Linked DNA regions of Mus musculus: region 2 is linked to region 1. Evidence: chromatin contacts called from public HiChIP or PLAC-seq data. All regions are on one chromosome and are shown on one strand. Each heading gives the region's core, a stretch centred on a gene start, on an enhancer-like site or on the middle of the called end of the contact. The rest is flanking DNA. Distances are from core to core; before and after follow the strand shown.

Evidence for each region. HiChIP or PLAC-seq counts read pairs in DNA pulled down with a chosen protein or histone mark.
Region 2: a contact with region 1 is called in an H3K27ac HiChIP or PLAC-seq map of embryonic stem cells, with 2.9 times the contacts expected there. The contact joins two enhancer-like sites. A contact is called at or near these places in 1 of 484 Hi-C or Micro-C datasets (embryonic stem cells) and 7 of 115 datasets of contacts at active chromatin or transcription factors (bone marrow-derived macrophages and embryonic stem cells).

Annotation. Positions count from the first base shown.
Region 1 is chr3:9,099,721-9,102,770 of GRCm38.p6, forward strand. No RefSeq gene overlaps it. Among named protein-coding and RNA genes, the nearest start is that of 4930539M17Rik, 39 kb to the left of the region's middle. Within about 2 kb of position 1,656, at least 24 of the 459 cell types and tissues checked have an H3K27ac peak or open chromatin away from gene starts, as enhancers often do. A contact at or near this core is called in embryonic stem cells, where this site is marked.
Region 2 is chr3:9,647,126-9,650,175 of GRCm38.p6, forward strand. It overlaps Gm33169 (a long non-coding RNA gene), which reads right to left. Exons shown (of 6, transcript XR_878676.2): 5 at 2,319-2,433; 6 at 487-1,028. Among named protein-coding and RNA genes, the nearest start is that of Gm33169, 14 kb to the right of the region's middle. Within about 2 kb of position 1,401, at least 50 of the 459 cell types and tissues checked have an H3K27ac peak or open chromatin away from gene starts, as enhancers often do. A contact at or near this core is called in embryonic stem cells, where this site is marked.

The DNA.
Region 1 (3,050 bases), core at 406-2,905:
GCTCTGTCCCATGCCCCCTCCTTTAAAAAGCCCTTTTTAGCTGGGCATAGTCCACACAACTTCAATCTTAGCACTGTGGTGGAGTGAGGCGGAGGGATAGAAGGGGGTGGGAAAGGCAAGTGGCTCTCTGTGAGTTTGAGGCCAGCCTGGTCTACATGGTGAGTTCCAGGCCAGCCAGGGCTACACAAGTGAGACTGTTTCAAAGAGAAAGGTCTTCCTTTGCTGGGGAAGTCCTCAGTCCTGAACTTCTGATTTCCAAACACCCTGGCTAATGCCGCTGCCCATGGTCTTCCCAGCAGTTATCACCCGAAATTATTTTTCACTCTTTTATTTGTGTGTGTGTGTGCGCATGTGCGTGCATGTGCTCGTGCCCACCCATGCTATCCTGTGCGTGTGTGGGGTCCTGTGTGTGTGCACTCACACTACTGCCTGTGTATAGAGGTCAGAAAATTACTTTCAGGGGTCAGTTCTTGCCCTGTTTCAAGGCAGTCTCTCTTGCTGTACTATGTTTTTTAGGCATTCCAGACGATTCTCCTGTCTTGAGTCCCATCTTGCCCATAGGAGTCCTGGAATTAGAGGTGCAGGCTACTGCACCCAGCTTTTATATGGGTTCTAGAGATCAAAATCACGGTGTCAGCTGGTGAGGCCATCTCTAGCCTTCACGTGAAGTTATTTTAGTAACATGGTTATAAGGCTTTTTTTTTCCTGACTTGCCTCCCCTGATCAGGGACAAACCTCAAGAGGTTGAGACTTTGCCATTTCCCAAGGCCTATGCCATGGCCAAGGTCAAACAAGAACATTTTTGTTTGTTCGTCTTTTGAGATAAGATCTTGTGATGGAGCCTATGCTGGTCTTGAACCCTAGATAATTTGAGTTCCTCTGCCTCCCAAATGCTGGGATTACAGGTGTATACCACCATACCTGGAAAAGAACACTGCTTAATGAACCAGTGAGTGAATAAATGCAGGAAAGAAGAAAGGTCTCAAGAGACGGCTTTGTCTTGAGCCATGGAGCAAAGAAAGAGAACCAGGCCCTCATGGTTGGGGGCATTAGAAGCCCCTCAGACACAGCTCTCCTCGCTCTCCCCTGCAACTGTTGCGTGTTGAACTCTCTGTGAAGATGAAGAAGAGGAGGAGGATAATGGCGGTTTGTCTTGCTGGTGGAGCTGGACCTAGGGTTTTACTGTGTTGGGCAAGCATTCCACACTGAATTACTTTACTGCTCCAGCTCGTTCCCCAAGACTCTTATATTTGCACGTGGCTCTCTTTCTGAAGGGCTTCCTGCTCTTTGAGAACAAAGCCTGGTCTGATTTGACTAAAAGTGTACCGCGCAAGCATGTCATAGGTCGTAGATGCTAGGCAATCAATAAAAATGTTCATCAGGCCCAAATATAACCAAGCAATTAATGTTATATATAATGAATCACTGATCAGACATAACGTGTTACACTTTTTTAGTTAATACTAATACAGTCATTCTTTAATGCTTCTCTTTAGAAAACACTGGACTTTTTGATCATGGATGTTAGCGTCAGTTTTATTTGGGGTGTCTTTAAAGTCAGATGTGAAAATATGCAGGGTGTACCTTGGTGCCTGTGGGACAGAGTGGAGCTCTGTCAGGGTAGGGTGCAAAGTCAGAATTGTTTAAACTTCCTTATTGCAAGGGAATGGGGCTGAGCAGAAGCCCAGGGGAGGGCCTGCTGGAATTCCCTGCAGGGAGGGAAGTCACCCCACCCTGCTCTTGCCTTTGAGCTCAGAGGTTCTGGGAACCAGCCCAGCGGGGACTCGCCAGGGTGCAATGGGTGGGGGTGGGAGGGGTGGGGACTGGGTGGAGGGGGGAGTGTTGGGGAATCTGCAAACAGGCTCTAAGGAACCTTTCCATAGATAATGCAGGTGGGGAGAGGGAGAGACCTGTCCCCAGGGAGAACAGAGGGAGGCTATGTAAAATCCACACTCAGGTGACCCCTGAGAATTCCAGGCTTTTCCTAGCCACACCTGTAGGCCAATTGTTCTGCAATCTTCAGGGTGGTTTAGCTGGTAAATTTATCTAAATCCAATCTTGGGGGAATGAGGTGTGGAGAAGGGGTTTCTTCCTGGGGGTAGGGGTGGGGTGGGAGGCAACTGACATAGCTCATGTGACTTGCTCTATTGCCAACATTCAAAATTCTTCAGAAACAGACTACTTTAAAAAAAAATAAGTGTGACCTTCCTTTTTAAAAGTCCTCTTCCCTATGTCTGTCTCTTTTAAATCCTGCATATGGAGGTGGGGAAAAACTCTTGCCTAGCACGAGAAGCCAGAGGTTCCATCCCCTGCACCGTAAATAATATATAAAAGAACACCTTGTATGTGGGGCTCAAACTGGCTTCCACTGGAACATCTCTCCACTATTTTAGTGGCACAGGACAAGAAGCCACAACTTGCTAAACCCCAGTGTGGAAAATGGCGGGAGGCAGAGCTCGTAATTTACACACTTGTGGGTGTGAGCTCAGGTGATCGATACAAGGAGGCTCTAGAACTCGTGCCTTATTCCTAGTGTGCATTAGATCGGCAGCACAGATGTCACAAGCTTTGGCTTTGATCCTTCTCTTACTGCAGACTGGACCCTGAGCTTGCATATGTTAGACAAGCCCTCCATCACTGACCTAGAGCCTTAACCATTCTATTCCGATCTGCTCAATTGTCCACACAGGCGTCTGTCAGCCTCAGGACAGCTGGGGTTACAGGTCTGCACCATCAGGCCCTTTCCTCTGTGTGCCTGGGATAGGTCCTAGAGTCTCAGGCCTGCTAAGTAATCTGTCTTCTACTCAGCTACAGCCCTCCCGGTATTGGTAAGTAGGAGTCACTTGTATTCCCTTCCATCCCACTGACACTCATGGGCTGGGATATAAAGCTCTGCCTACAGACCAAGTAGAGGTGGGTATGGTCAGGTCCACTGCAAGGAATGAACAAGGTATGTCCTGGGGCGAAGGCAAGGGGCTGAGAACATCTGCCTATTTTTATCTCTCTGAGGTTTGTTCTCCGTGTGCCAAATAAAAGGCCACCTTTTAATG
Region 2 (3,050 bases), core at 151-2,650, 550 kb after region 1:
CCCAGAGGGAGAGTCCAGAGTAAAGGGAAGGTATGGCAGCCGGCCATAGGAGCAGCCAGCTGAGTGGCCAGATCTTAAACCACAACAGCAAGCAGAGAGAACAGGAAGTGGACAAGCTTGTGAGCCCTTCAGAACTTACCCCAGAGGCATACTTCCCCCAGCAAGGCTGGACCACCTCCCCAAACAGCAGCACCACGTAGGGACCAAGCATTCAAGTACCTGCGCCCATGGAGCCATTGCTCACTCAAACCACTACAAGTTACAAGTTACAGAGGGTGAAGGTGTCATTAGCCTCTGAGTCATTTCTCCAGCCCGCTCGGCTCACTTTTATTTTAGACTTGGCTCTAGGCTCCTGTATTCATAGTTCATGGGATTATCTGTGATAAAACTGTTTTTAAGAAATGACGTATTTCTCAGATAACGTTGTTAGAAGCTTTACATAATATTGTAACTTGCTTTCCTTTATTTCTGGATCTAGGTCAAGATATTTAATGACCATCCTGCTGGAGCTACTGGGTGTGGAGGAAAGTGTTTTAGTTGAATAGGGACACATGAACAATGTTATCTTAATTGTGCAGTGTGCTATATCTGCTGGCTCTGTTTTACTGGTTAAGCAACAGTTTTACAGGAAAATAACTAATAAAATATTCAGTTTCTTCATTAGAAAGTTGAAAGGCATCAGACTTTTCAAGTGCAGAGCACTGATAATGAGACAGAGATTGTTTTTTTTGTTTTTAAGTCCAATAGCATTCCGGAGCTAATATGCATAATATCGGAAATTCACAGCTCACTGAAAACACTCAATAGTAGATCTGATCAAGTAGAATAATTGGTGATTTGAAGGTAGGGTGATGGAGACTGTCCATCCAGAGAAGGAGAGACAGTACCATGAAAACTCACAAGGACCACTGTGCACACGCGCCAGAGGAGGGACCGCTCAGCCCTCCCGCACGGACAGGAGTGGATGGGCGGTGAGGAGGTGCTTGTGGGGGAACAGGGTAACTGTGGAATGGATGTGGGTTTTCCTTCTGAGGAGACAGGAAAAAAAAAAAAAACACTAGACTGCACACTTTGAAATGGTAAATTTTATATTCTATAACTTTCATTTTTAAAAAAGAAAAGATATGGAGAAAATGTAGATAAATAATGCTACGTGCTGACTGACAATTATAAGAAAATTACCATTTCTAGAGGTGCTGTTTTTCAGCTTTTTGTTACCCTTAATTTGCTGCCATTTCTTTTACTCTAAAGATGCTCTTCCTAAATAACGTATTTTATACATTTTCTCCCAAAAAGGTTCTTGCACCTGATGAAGCTTCTGGACGCACAAACCAGGATGCCCCAGAAGCTTGTCACCAAAGGAACTCTGTCACCAAACAGGGTGTGCCTGTGCTTAGGGGCCCTTGCTCTCAGCAGCTCCGGGAACGCTCCCCTCCCCCACCCAGTCCTCAGGCTCCTCCTGAGAGCCGCTTCTATTCCTTCTCACATCTTACATGGCTCTAATCCTCACTCAGCTTTCTACGGCCCCTCTAGTCCGCTGCTGTCCCCAGATTGTTGCAGAGTTGTTTGCTTTTTTTTTTTTTTAAGATTAAAAATTTTTTTAACGTATATGAGTACACTGTAACTGTTTTCAGACACACCAGATAAAGGTGTCAGATCCCATTACACATGATTGTGAGCCACCATGTGGTTGCTGGGAATTGAACTCAGCACCTCTGGAAGAGCAGTCAGTGCTCTTAACCGCTGAGCTCAGTCCCAGAGCTGTTTTTAAAGTTATTTACTTATTAGTGGTTTGCTTGTTTACATACTGTCCTATTTATTTATTTATTTATTTATTTATTTATTTATTTTGGTTTTTTGAGACAGAGTTTCTCTGTATAGCCCTGGCTGTCCTGGAACTAACTCTGTAGACCAGGCTGGTCTCGAACTCAGAAATCTGCCTGCCTCTGCCTCCCTAGTGCTGGGATTAAAGGCACATACTGTCCTTGTAGCCCAGGCCAACCTTGAAGTTACTGAATAGTTGAGGGTGACCTTGAACCTCTGAACCTCCTACCTCTGCTGGGATCATAGGCAAGGGCTACCCCAGGGAGGCCTGGCTGCTCCCGAGTTTCACAACGCACTCATTTCCAGTGGCCCTTCAACTACAGGGTTATGGTCCTGTAACTCTCCTCCCTTCCTTCTGACTTCTGCTGAGGAGCCCTCCAGCATCCATCCCAACCTCTCTGTTCCTCTCCCTTTTCACCTTTCTGTCAAAGAAAGGGCCTTCTTCAAACTGTGCCAGCACCCGCCCCATCCCCCTGAACTCAGAGCATGGTTACCTGTGTGCAGTTCATCTCCCTCACTCTGGACTCTTCACCTCTCTGGATCCAGCTCTAGGGTGGTCCTCGGAAAGGCGTCCCACTTCCCTTTGTAACACAGATGTCCCCCGCTGACCTTGGTAAAAAGCAATGAGCATTTTAAACAGTTCATAACTGTTCATCATCAGGAAGAGTAACTTGCACTCTTTCTGTGTGTATGAATGAATAAAGACATTTATATGAATTCATGGGTTTGTATATGTCTACAGAATAGTATGTATGCTTTCAATTTATTTTCTCAAGAACTAGTCACATTCATTTGCATTTGGAAGTCCCTGTGTTTTGCTTATAGTGTATGCACAGCCCTGTATTTTTACACAGGGAGATGACACTTGTGGAGTAGAATTCTTTTCTTTAAGGGTATCAGTCACTGAAAAATAAAACCACCATCAGAATATGATTAAGACTATTAATGTTAGAAGTAAGTGTCTTAAGAAGACAAGGGACTTTTGCCATCCCAGTGGGAGACCCTGGAACCTCCTGTTCTCTTCTTCCACTGGACAAGGGCTGCAGTGATGTGAGTGTTCTCACTGCCCACATGGTTTCTGTTGTCAGGATGGACAGTGAGGCTGCAGCTCTGTGACACAGCAGTATTAAAATGTGACAGGAAACACTTTGCTTCCTCTCTGCTTCACCTAGAGAAGGCCAAGGCTTCCCTGAAGGTGTCTGTAAGCCCTGCACTCAGGTGTGGGG